Linked DNA regions of Sus scrofa: region 1 is linked to region 2. The links are chromatin contacts, called in public HiChIP or PLAC-seq maps. All regions are on one chromosome and are shown on one strand. The core of a region is the stretch at or near the end of the contact, and the rest is flanking DNA. Distances in the headings are between cores, read along the strand shown.

Region 1 (5,861 bases), core at 2,433-4,932, 190 kb before region 2:
TCTCAGAGAACTCTGGGACAACGTTAAATGCACCAACATCTGTATCCTAGGGGTGCCAGGAGAAGAGAGAGAGAAGGGGACAGAAAAAATATTCCAAGAGATAATAGCCGAAAACTTCCCTAACATGGGAAAGGAACCACTCACTGAAATCCAGGAAGCACAAGTACCATATAAAATAAACCCAAGGAGGAATACACCGAGACACATATTAATCAAACTAACCAAATTAAAGACAAAGAGAAAATCTTGAAAGCAGCTAGGGAAAAGAAACAAGTAACATACAAGGGAACCCTGATAAGGTTATCGGCAGATTTTTCAGCTGAAACTCTGCAGGCCAGAAGGGAGTGGCATGATATACTTAATGTGATGAAAGGAAAAAACCTCCAACCAAGATTACTCTACCCAGCAAGGCTCTCATTTAGATTTGAAGGAGATATCAAAACCTTCACAGATAAGCAAAAGTTGAGAGAATTCAGCAATACTAAAGCAGCCTTGCAGCAAATACTAAAGGAACTTCTCTAGGCAGAAAAGAAAAGGAAGCAACAGGAAACAAAAATACCACAAATGACAAGGCTCACCATATATAGTAAAGGTATATACAGTAAAGATATGAAATCATCCATGCACAATTATACCACCAAAATCCAAAATCATGAGAAGAAGTGGGTACAAATGCAGAACACTGGAGATGAACTTGCAATTAAGAGAACAACAACCTAAAACAATCTCATATACATACAGACTCTTATATCAAACCAAAAATCCACAATTGACAAACAAGGAATCTCTGGAGAAGAAATATATCTCACAGTAAATAAGTGCATAATCCACCATGAAGGGGGTCATTTGAAATCATTCTTGGAATGCTGAAGTCTTCTTAGATCTGATTCTGATTTCCTCTCCGTCAAAGAATTTATGGTAATTATAATTAAATAATGCAACTGTACAATTAAATAATATAGTTCTACAATTGTATTATTAATAACCATTTCTCTCCATGGTACAATGTAAGGTCTATAATGTCTTCTTTATCACATCGCCTAGAATGGTGTAATGCCTATATTGAAGAATCAATAAGATGTAACAAATTGTGAGGACATATTTATATAGTTACACTGTCTTTTAACCAATTTATGCATTTTATATTTTACTTATTTTCAGAGGGTGTATTATTTTTGTTATTCTTACCAGTTGTTATTCTTTTTATTATGCTATATAAAATATTTAATGGTATATAAGGCTTTCTTCTTTATAAATTTTAGTTGCATAATATACACAATTTTATTTTATTTTTTTGTCTTTTTGCCATTTCTTGGGCTGCTCCTGCAGCATATGGAGGTTCTCAGGCTAGGGGTCTAATTGGAGCTGCAGCTGCCAGCCTACGCCAGAGCCACAGCAATGTGGGATCTGAGCTGCGTCTGCAACCTACACCACAGCTCATGGCAACGCTGGATCATTAACCCACTGAGCAAGGCCAGGGATCGAACCCGCAACCTCATGGTTCCTAGATGGATTCGTTAACCACTGCGCCATGATGGGAACTCCCACAATTTTAATATAATGCTAATTTTTAAAGAAAAATTGAAATGTAATAGATAATACTAAATAGTAAAGATGAAAGCCAAACAAAATGGGATAAAACATAGAATAAATTTCCTATTTGTCTCAGCATATTTTCCATTCCACTTCTCCAGAGGGAGACACTTAATCTGTTTCTTAAGCTCCATGATATAATCATCTGTCTGAATGTAATTGTGTTTAAATATATGTATTTTATTCTGTAAAAAAATATTCTGTGATAATCTATGTGGGAAAAGAACGAGAAAGAGAATGGATGTGTGTACATGTATAACTGAATCTCTTTGTTGTATAGCAGAAATTATCACAACCTTGTAAATCAACTATACTTCAGTAAATTTTTTTAACAAATGAAAACAAAAACAAAAACAAAGTATCTGGCATTGCCACCCCTGTGGCTTAGGTTGCAACTGTGTTTTGGATCTGATCCCTGGCCTAGGAACTCCATGTGCCGCGGGGCAGCCAAAAAAGAGAAAAAACAAAAAACAAAAAACCCAAAAACCAAACCCTTTGTTGATTATGAATACACACCTTTACACTCATGGTTTTAACACATTGTTTTGCCCACTCTGAAATGTATTTTTCTTCTTTCTTTTCGTCATGTTAGTACCACACTTGTGGCATATGGAAGTTTCCCAGGCTAGGGGTCAAATCTGAACTGCAGCCCCCTGCTTACATCACAGCGCCAGCCACAGCAATGCCAGATCTGAGCCACATCTGCGACCTACACCGCAGATAACGGCAACTCCAGCCAGATCCTTAACCAGTGAGCAGGGCCAGGGATTGAACCTGCAACTCATGGATACTAGTCAGGTTCATTACCACTGAGCCACAACAGGAAAAATGTATTTTTCTCACCCCGACATTGTCATATCTTAAATTTTAACATAATAATTTCATTTTCACTGCTCGATTGCACTAATGCTTAGTCATAGTAGTATTAGCCTGTGGTCTATTTTTCATCCTACAAGTTTATAAAAAGTAACTTTGGAACTTCAGTTGTGTTAGCCAGAAGACAGTCTTTCCCCTTTCACAATAAAATAAGACCATATTTTTGGAAGTGCTGTCCAAGTTGTTTGATGGCCCACCCCCCTGTGCTGCCACTGGATAAGGAGGCATATTGATTGTCTTTCAGCAGGGCTTTAACTGTTAAATGATTACTTCCTTTTCTCCTTGGATAGGTGACACAGGATAGGAAGACTGAGGCTCTTTCTGAGATTCTAATGCTTATTTTCAAAAAAACAAAAACAAAAACTAAAAACAACCCACACGCAGGTTCTATCCCTGGGCTTGCTGAGTGGCTTAAGGATCCGGTGCTGCCTTGAGCTGTGGTGTAGGTCGCAGGGGCGGCTCGGATCTGGCGTTGCTGTGGCTGTGGCTGTGGCCGGCAGCAGCAGCTCATATTCACCCCTAGCCTGGGGAATATCCATATGCCGCAGGTGTGGCTTTAAAAAGACAAAACAAACAAACACCCCCCCCCACTCGATTGGCATTTCTTAGCAAATTATAAGCTTGCCCTTGTCCACCCTTTACAAATTCTCTTTTACACACCCGTTTCATCAACTAGGCTACTCTGTATATTTAGGATTCTTATTCCCATGTGGCTAACGAGTAGCGAGTAAGGCCCCAGAGTAGGTCTTTTGGGAGCTGTCTGGTCCTTTCAGGATAGGAGAAAGAGGCTGAGGAAAGACACCTGAGTCTGGGCGTCGGCTGGAGGTGAGGCACATTGAGGTTGCTGAAAACACACTTCATCTGCTGTACCGTTTTGTGCAGCGCCAGCACTAAGTAGGAAAGACGTCACCAGGATACTTCTTGGTTATGTCACCACCGTCCTCACTCTAAATTCCCATTAAGTACATTGAACCTAGCTAAGTGAAGCTCAGCCCCCTGAAGTGCCCCCTTGCGCCACCCTAGGGAGGCTGAGCGTCTGCTCTTGAGCGCCCGTGGGCAGCGGGTCTTTGGCCGCAGCCACTCGGCAGGGTCTTGGAAGCCGAGGCAGCGGACAGGGGGCGCGCGCAGACGAAGAGGGTCACCCGGCCCCAGGGCGGGGCTCTCGCTGAGCGCTTGCTGGGCCGCGGGCATTTGGGTGGGCGGAGCTAGGCGGGGCTGGGCGGATCCTGGACGGCGGGAGCCGCTTGTCCCGCTGGGGCCCTCTGAGTCGCGCGCTGCACGGGTGGGGTCTCGGGGGCCCGCAGCACACAGACGATAGGACGCTGGGATAAACATGGTGTGCAACCCGGGAGAGGGGAGCGGGGCCACTCCTTCGGGCGGACCCGTCGAGGAATCCGGAGCCCCCACCGCGCCGGAAAGAAGGCGGGGGCTGTCAGGCCGCGCGGGCTCTTTAAGACCATGTTCCTGCTAACACAGACGGTGAGTAACCTGGCCCCAGGTCCCGGGAGAAACCCTGAATTGGCTTGGTCTAAATAGGCGGATGAGAGTTCAGGTCTGTGGGCGTGGAATTTGAGGAAGTTATGAAGGGGGGGGGGCGTCACATGGCTTTGAGCCAAAGCCCCCAGGTACCTTGTAAATTTTAACAGGGCTCCTGGAGAGGGCGGTGAGACTAAGCAAGCACAAGTTCCAAAGGGAGGAGAGTCCCCCACCTGGCTTCAGCGCCCCCTCGGCGTAGTCCTTCATATCCCGGTAAGCTCGTGAACAGGTGGGCTGAAGGCAGGAAGCTTCAGGCCTCTGTGGTGGGTGGGGAGGCAGAGGAACCGAGTGCTGTGGGCTCTCAGGAGGCCTTTGGCATCTGGTTCTTCACGAAGTTTCCTAGGCTGAGAGGAGGTGGAGCTGTGCCTGCCTTTGGGCCTGGCCCACGGATGGGGCATCTGGCAGCCCCCTGAGGACCTGAGAGAGCACAGCAGCAGCAGTGGAGAGGTGACAGGCCGCCCAATGCCTCCTTGGCTCCCACTGGGGGGTTGGCCCACTGGGCACAAGGAGGGGAAGAAGTTGAGTGCTCTGATGACACAGTGTGAGCAGAATGAGGCTTGTGAAGTCACAGAGGAAGAAGGATGCTGCAGCAGGCCCGGGGCCGACAGCCTGGCAAGAGGAAAGGTGTTACCCAGGCAGACTAGTGCTTTCTGCCCGTGGAAGGGAGCCTCTGGGATTGTCAAGGCACACCTGGTGCCCATGGTGGACTGATGAGTCGGGTGAGGCCACCCTAGCACAAGGGTTCCCCTCCCCATCCTACACAGGAATGAAAACAGTTCCATGTCCACATTCTGGAAGCCTAAATACCACCCACACCATGTGGAAGGAAAGCAGTAGAGAGACTGGGTAGCACATCCTGCTGCCCCCTTTTCCCCAAAGCTTCTCCTGGGCAGACCGACCACCCTTGCTCTGTCCAGTCCCAGCTCTGTGAGCTTTCTGTTCCTTCTGGGTAGCTGACTTCCAGGATTTGGGGTTCCAGGGCTCTGGGAATATGAGTCCCAAAGATCACTACTGACTCCCACCCTCCTACTTCTCCAGATGCAGAGGCCTCCATGGCTGTGATAAGCCTTCTGTTCTTGGCAGTGATGTATGTTGTTCACCACCCCTTGATGGTCAGTGACCGGATGGACCTGGACACACTAGCCAGAAGTCGGCAGCTGGAGAAGCGATTGGGCGAGGAGATGCGCCAGTTAGAGATAGAGTTTGAAGAGAGGAAGCGGGCAGCAGAGGAGAAGCAGAAGGCAGAGAATTTCTGGAGAGGAGACACATCCAGTGACCAGTTAGTGCTGGGGAAGAAAGACAGGGGGTGGCCATTCCAGACCGAGGGCCAGGAGGGGCCGCTGGGCTGGATGCTGGGAAACCTGTGGAACGCTGGCCTCTTTTGCTTTTTCCTCATCTTTGAGCTCCTGCGACAGAACATGCAGCATGAGCCGGCCTTTGATTCCAGTAGCGACGAGGAGGAGGAGGTCCGTGTCATGCCTGTCACCTCCTATAACTGGCTTACTGACTTCCCCTCGAGAGAGGCCCTGGAAGCCTTTTACAGATATCATGTCCAGAATGTCACCCGAGACCTGCCCTGCACCTGCGAGTTTGTGGAGAGCTTTGTGGACGACCTCATTGAGGCCTGCCGGGTGCTCAGCCGCCGAGAGGCTCACCCACAGCTAGAGGACTGCCTGGGCATCGGGGCTGCCTTTGAAAAATGGGGAACCCTCCATGAGACCCAGAAATTTGACATCCTGGTGCCCATTGTCCCCCCCCAGGGCACTATGTTTGTGCTGGAGATGAGGGATCCAGCCCTAGGTCGCCGCTGTGGCTGCGTGCTGGTGGAGTCAGAATGTGTGTGCAAGCGCGAGAAG
Region 2 (5,518 bases), core at 992-3,491:
GCTGTGGAATCCGCCCCCCCCCCAAAAAAAAAAACTCTACTGGCGCTCTGGTAAGCTAGGAAGAGGGGTGCACTGTTATAATCACCATTATAACAATTGTTCCAGGCTGTTGCTTAACTATTGTTGATACTGTGTCTGTTACCAAGTCTCTATGCATTGGCTTTTACAAACCAACCTGTGATGAGGTAGACGAGGAAGCCGCAGTGTTGTCCACTCTGGGCTGAGCCTGGAGAGATCTTCCATCCTAGAGCCAAAGGATAAGGGCCAGGATTTCAGGGCCACCCACCTACAGCCCTGGTCCATTTGTTTAAGGTGACGGCTGAGTGGTAATGAATGCAAACAGGGTTGGTGGGTGTCTGGGTGCAAGGGCTCCTTAACCATCTGTAGCTCCAGTCTTAGCTTTGCTCTTCAGTTCCAGCTAGCACAGGACATCTCGCTGGCTCACCTTGTTCTCACCAGCACTCTCACGTCTTCCCCTTTACACATTTTCCTCCTCAGGCCATGGCCTCTGATTCAAGAGATGCCTGAGGGGAATGGTTAAGGCCACCTGTTCTAGAGCCCAAATGCCTGGGTGTAGCTCAGGCTCCACCACTTACCAGCCATCTCACTTGAGCTAATTAACCTTCAGAACCTCAGTTTTACTCTGTAAAATGATGACAATGATGGTGTAAATGAAATGCAAAGAGCTCTTTGTATTAAGCTAATCAAGAGAGAAATGGACAAAACACTGTAAATCAACTATAATGGAAAAAATAAACTTAAAAAAACCCCTAATCAACAGAAGTTCCTGTTCTGGTTTAGCAGGTTAAGAATCCCCCTAGTATCCATCCGTGAGGATACAGGTTCAATCCCTGGCCTCGCTGGGTTTAAGGATGCTGCATCGCCACAAGCGCTTGGATCTGGTGTTGCTGTGGCTGTGGTGTAGGCTGGCAGCAACAGCTCCAATTCCACCCCTAGCCTGGGAACTTCCATATGCCTCAGGTGTGGCCCTAAAGAAAAAGAAAAAAAAAAAGAAAAAATTAATCAACAAAAATCTGTGCGTGCCTACTTTGTGTTAGGAACAGGGCTCGATGCTGAGAGCGTGGATCTTTTTTCAAATTGTGGTGAAATATATATAACATAAAATTTACCATTTTAACCATGTTTAAGCATACAGTTCAGGGATATTAAGTATATTCATATTGTTGTGCAACCATCCCCACCATCCCCCTCCTGAACCTTTTCATCTTGCAAAACTGAAACTCCGTGCTTATTAAACACTAACTCCCTATTTCCCCTCTCCCAAGCTCCTGGCAAAGAACCATCCTATTTGTTTCTATGAATTTGACACCAGTACTTTATGTAAGTGGAATCACACAATATTTGTCCTTTGTGTCTTTTTTTTTTTTTACTTAATATCTTGTCTTCGAGGTTCATCCATGTTGTATGTGTTGGAATTGTCCTCCTTTTTAAGGCTGAGTGATATTCCATTGTATGTCCATATCGCAGTTAACCCATTCATCCCTCAGTGGACACTGGGTTGCTTCCACCTTTTGGCTACTGTGAATGATGCTTCCAGACCTTGGGCTCTCAAACCTGAGCCTCAGATGTGACTTGGACGGTGGAGTGAATACAGCCAAAGCCCTGCTGCAGTTGGCTCAGCATCTCCTCAGGCCCATGCTCCATCAGAAGCTTCACTCTCATCTCCCCAGAGCCATGCCCTCTCTTTAGATGGCTCACTTTGTAGCTGCCCTATCTTTGAGACATTGTGGACACTAGCCACTGCCAGCAGGTTTCCTGTCCCAGGCATTTCTGGGACCCCACAGAGCTTTAGCCAAGGATGTGCTAATTCGGTCTGGGGTCCTCATTCAGCTAATACCAACCATCTCTACTTCTGTGTTGGGCTAGGAGGGACAGTGGGAGATATCTTCCGCCTAGTTCAAGTCAGAAGCACTTTGTTCACTGCCCCATTGCCCTACGGAGGGAGCAAGGAAGATTTTTCCAAGACTCGAGTTTTGCTTCCGTTGGCACCAGGCAGCAGTGACTCCAGGCTGTCCTGCCTGAGCCCCTCCAGGTGGGAAACCTACTTCTGCAGCCCAGGTCGCTGAGCCTGGGGAGTAAGAAGAGCACACTACAACTCCCAGAGTTCCTCAGGCTCGGGGGGCGGCCCCCTACCCCTCGGGGGAGAATCGGACCCGCCAACCGGAGCCCACAGTGGGACAGGGGCGGGGCCAGGCAGGGCTGGGCGGGGCGGGGCCACGGGGAGGCGGCTGGCGATCCGTGCCTCCAGCCAGTTGCGCGCAGAGCGCAGAGTAGGGACGTCGGTCTGTGCGGAGGGTCTCGGCAGGCGCCGCGGCACCTCGCTGGGCCATGGGTGAGTGTCTCTGCGGCCCGGGACGGGGGTGGCGGCCCCGCGGGATGGGGAGGTTGCTGTGCCAGGTCAGCCCCGGTGCTCGTAGTCGTAGGTGCTGCCTTGGGGGGCGGAACCCGGCGGAGGAAGGACTCGGGGGGCGAGGGCGTGGGGACCTAGCCTGGCCTGGGGCACCCGCGCCCTCTGCCCGGCGCGGGAGGGTGAGGCCGGGTGTCGGCGCGTGCTCTTCGAAAAAAGGAAAGACAAAAAGTTTTGGCGGCCTGGGGCTTCCCGGGCGTTTATCTCGAAACTCTTCTCGTCGTCTCTTGACTGAAATTTACCAAGTCCTGTACGGTTCTGTCATCCCACTTCCTGCTGTGGTTTCAATCTCGAGCTGGTCTCAGCTAATTTGTTGTGACAGCTGTCCGCAGCAGTTCTCTGCCTGCAGCACCCCCCCGCCGCCCTCCCACCCCCTCCCCCGTCACATCCCGGCGGTTCTCAGAACCCGCCGGCGCCGCCGAGAAGAGGCACCCGGGTCCTTTGGGCGCGCGGGGCGCTTTCCACTGGCGGCCGCTGTTTCCTGAAAGTGACTCTGCGCGGATTTTGAAGAACTTGCTCAATGCATTTTGAAGAATCAACTGTTCCTCTTTCAGCCGATCCTTCGGCGGTTACCCGCTCCTCGCCCCCTACCCTTTCTCTTTTCTCTTCCTTTTTTTTTTCTTTTCTTCTCTAGTCTCTCTTCTTGTCTCCGGTCCACCCTCCTCTGCCCCCCACCTCCGGCAGAAAAGAAGTAGCTTCACTCTTTGTTCCTCTTTCCTTTATTTCTTTTCTATCCCCTCGGGTCTTCAGAAGGGACAGGGTGGCTCCCCGGGAGTGACGCTGGCGAAGAGCAGAGATGCGCGGTGCGGGCTGCGAGCGTCAGAGGAGAGGTGTTTGGCTTCGACCTCAGTCTGAGCCGTGGACCACAATCCGGCGGCTGCCTCACCAGGGTCCCTGCGCACAGTGTTCTGGGGGCGCGGCTGGGCCAGGTGCACGTCCTCCAGCCCCAGGGACGCTGGGGTAGGGGTGGGGATGGCCAGTGCTGCACTCGGGAGGGCTCAGGGTGTGGGTGTGGGGTCACAGGGCTGGTCAGACCCAGGTTCCCTTTGTTCGCGAGGTCGTCAGCTAGTGAGCAGGGGTCTTCGGGCTGAGGGGAGGATAAAAGGTGCTTCTTGCTTCATCCGGATCCTCATTGTTGGGGATGTGGGGTCTCTGTGGCCACAAGCCATGCTAGGGCAGAGGAAGGGTAAGAGATGGCAGCTAGTGGGTTGGGCCACCATCTGTACAAGCCCTGAGGAACATTCTCGGACCTAGGACTTGGAGTCCCGTAGAGCTAGGAAGGACCGCAGACAACCAGTGCTTCCTTCTTTGATTTAGAGTGTGAGAAGCAGCGGCTTAGACATTAGCCCTGCGGCAGTGAGAATGAATCTAGCTTCTAAGACCTTGCCCCCTCTCCCTTCCCTGTGGTCTCCTGTTTCCCAGGTGGGCCATGGCCTGGGATAACCCACCCTCCTTCTTGGACCTTGCTTTACTGGCTTGGAGAGCCACCCTGGGGGGCTGCAGGAAGGGAATGGACACACTGAGAAGCAAAGGAGTGCCTCCAGCTGAGGTCAGGCAGCCTTCCTCTGTCCTGCCTGTACCTCTACCATTGGGCCGTGTCTTGGACAAGCCACCACCAAGCTTTGTTTCTCCACAGGTTACTTTATGGGGACACAGGAAACAGTCCATAGATGGAGCTGTTACAGTTATCATCAGGTGTCACCCAGACTTGGAGAGGAGGGACAGTGGGGATTCAGCCTCATCCCCAAATAGGGTCATTAGGATATTCCCTAACTGGCTTAAAGAGAGACCAAATCTCAGCAGGGCTTGGGAGACAGTAGTCTCATTTGGTGCCCCCATGACCCCACTTTTCTAGACTCAAGGCTGTCATCTTGGCCCCAGCTGCTCCCAGACCCTGTCCCCACTTCCCCCCGGCTGAGACACTGAGGCAGGGCACAAGCTACACCCATGGCTTCCATGTCCAGGCCATCTGACTGTCCTCAGTGCTGGCTGGAGCACAGCCCTTGGCAGGTCCCCCCTCCCCAAACCTGGGCTCCCACCCTGGAGCAAGCTCCGCACAGATACTCGGCCAGGCAGCCTGGCTCCTGGGCCACAGAGTGGACTGGCCGCTTCAAAAGCTGTCTTTGTTTTAGCTCCAGCTTGAGCAAAGAGAAACTTAAGCCAACAACCTCAGGCGAGGAGGAGGTGTGGCCCTGTCTGCTGGTTGTTATTGAAGCTGCCTTTACCATTATTGTCGTAATTGACACAGTGCTCCCAGTGGGTGACTTTTCATGAAAGGAAGTGTTGCTTCCTTCCTATCACACTGAGGGTGAATGAGGCCTGGGGGGCGGGGGTGCAGGAGAGAGAGAGAGAGACAGAGAGAGAGAGAGAGACACCTTGAACTAGTCGAGGCCAAGCTCCTCTCAGCATCAGCAGTATCTGAGGTCAAGTAGCTCCTGCTGCATCCGTGAGGCTCAGTGAGGCTTGTGTTTATGGAGCACCTGCCCCAAGCATTGAGACACAGTGGGGAGTGAGCAGGACAGGCAGCCTCAGGTCTCACTGAGGGGTGTGGACATGCGTGCACACACACACTCAGCTGTGGTCTGTAGGGGGAGCCTCATTTCTTTGTTCTCCTTAGAACATTGGGCCCATGGGGTCTAACACATCCACCTTATAGACGGGGGCAACAAGCTACAGAAGTACCTGTGGAGTCAGAGCACTCTCCCTGTCCTCCTTGTGCCCACTCTCATCTGCTTTCAGCTTGTCTGGTAGGGCAGGCCCAGCTTCTTGTCAGCAGATTAACAGGGATGCTGTGATGGGAGACTGCAGATCTCCTGGGGAGAGTGGGCAAGATTGCACCCTCTGAGCACAGAGAAGGAACTTAGGGTCTCCCTGCTCCCATTAAATTCTAGACCTCAGGGTTCAGTGTCTTGGGAAAGGCAGATTGCATTGGTTCTGAATCCCCGCTTTGCTGCTAGTTAAGCTGTGTTGTTGTTGTTGTTGTTGTTTTTGTCTTTTTTTTTTTTTTTTTGCTATTTCTTGGGCCGCTTCCGCGGCATATGGAGATTCCCAGGCTAGGGGTCTAATCGGAGCCGTAGCCACCAGCCTACG

What was found. HiChIP or PLAC-seq counts read pairs in DNA pulled down with a chosen protein or histone mark.
Region 1: a contact with region 2 is called in an H3K27ac HiChIP or PLAC-seq map of skeletal muscle, with 3 times the contacts expected there. The contact joins the promoter of ITPRIPL1 here to the promoter of ARID5A in region 2. A contact is called at or near these places in 1 of 47 Hi-C or Micro-C datasets (epiblast stem cells) and 2 of 2 datasets of contacts at active chromatin or transcription factors (alveolar macrophages and skeletal muscle).

The regions. Positions count from the first base shown.
Region 1 is chr3:46,899,666-46,905,526 of Sscrofa11.1, reverse strand. ITPRIPL1 (inositol 1,4,5-trisphosphate receptor-interacting protein-like 1) reads left to right here and starts at 3,682. Exons shown (of 2, transcript XM_021087097.1): 1 at 3,682-3,948; 2 at 5,044-5,861. The coding sequence starts at 5,058.
Region 2 is chr3:46,710,844-46,716,361 of Sscrofa11.1, reverse strand. ARID5A (AT-rich interactive domain-containing protein 5A) reads left to right here and starts at 2,241. Exons shown (of 6, transcript XM_021087092.1): 1 at 2,241-2,353.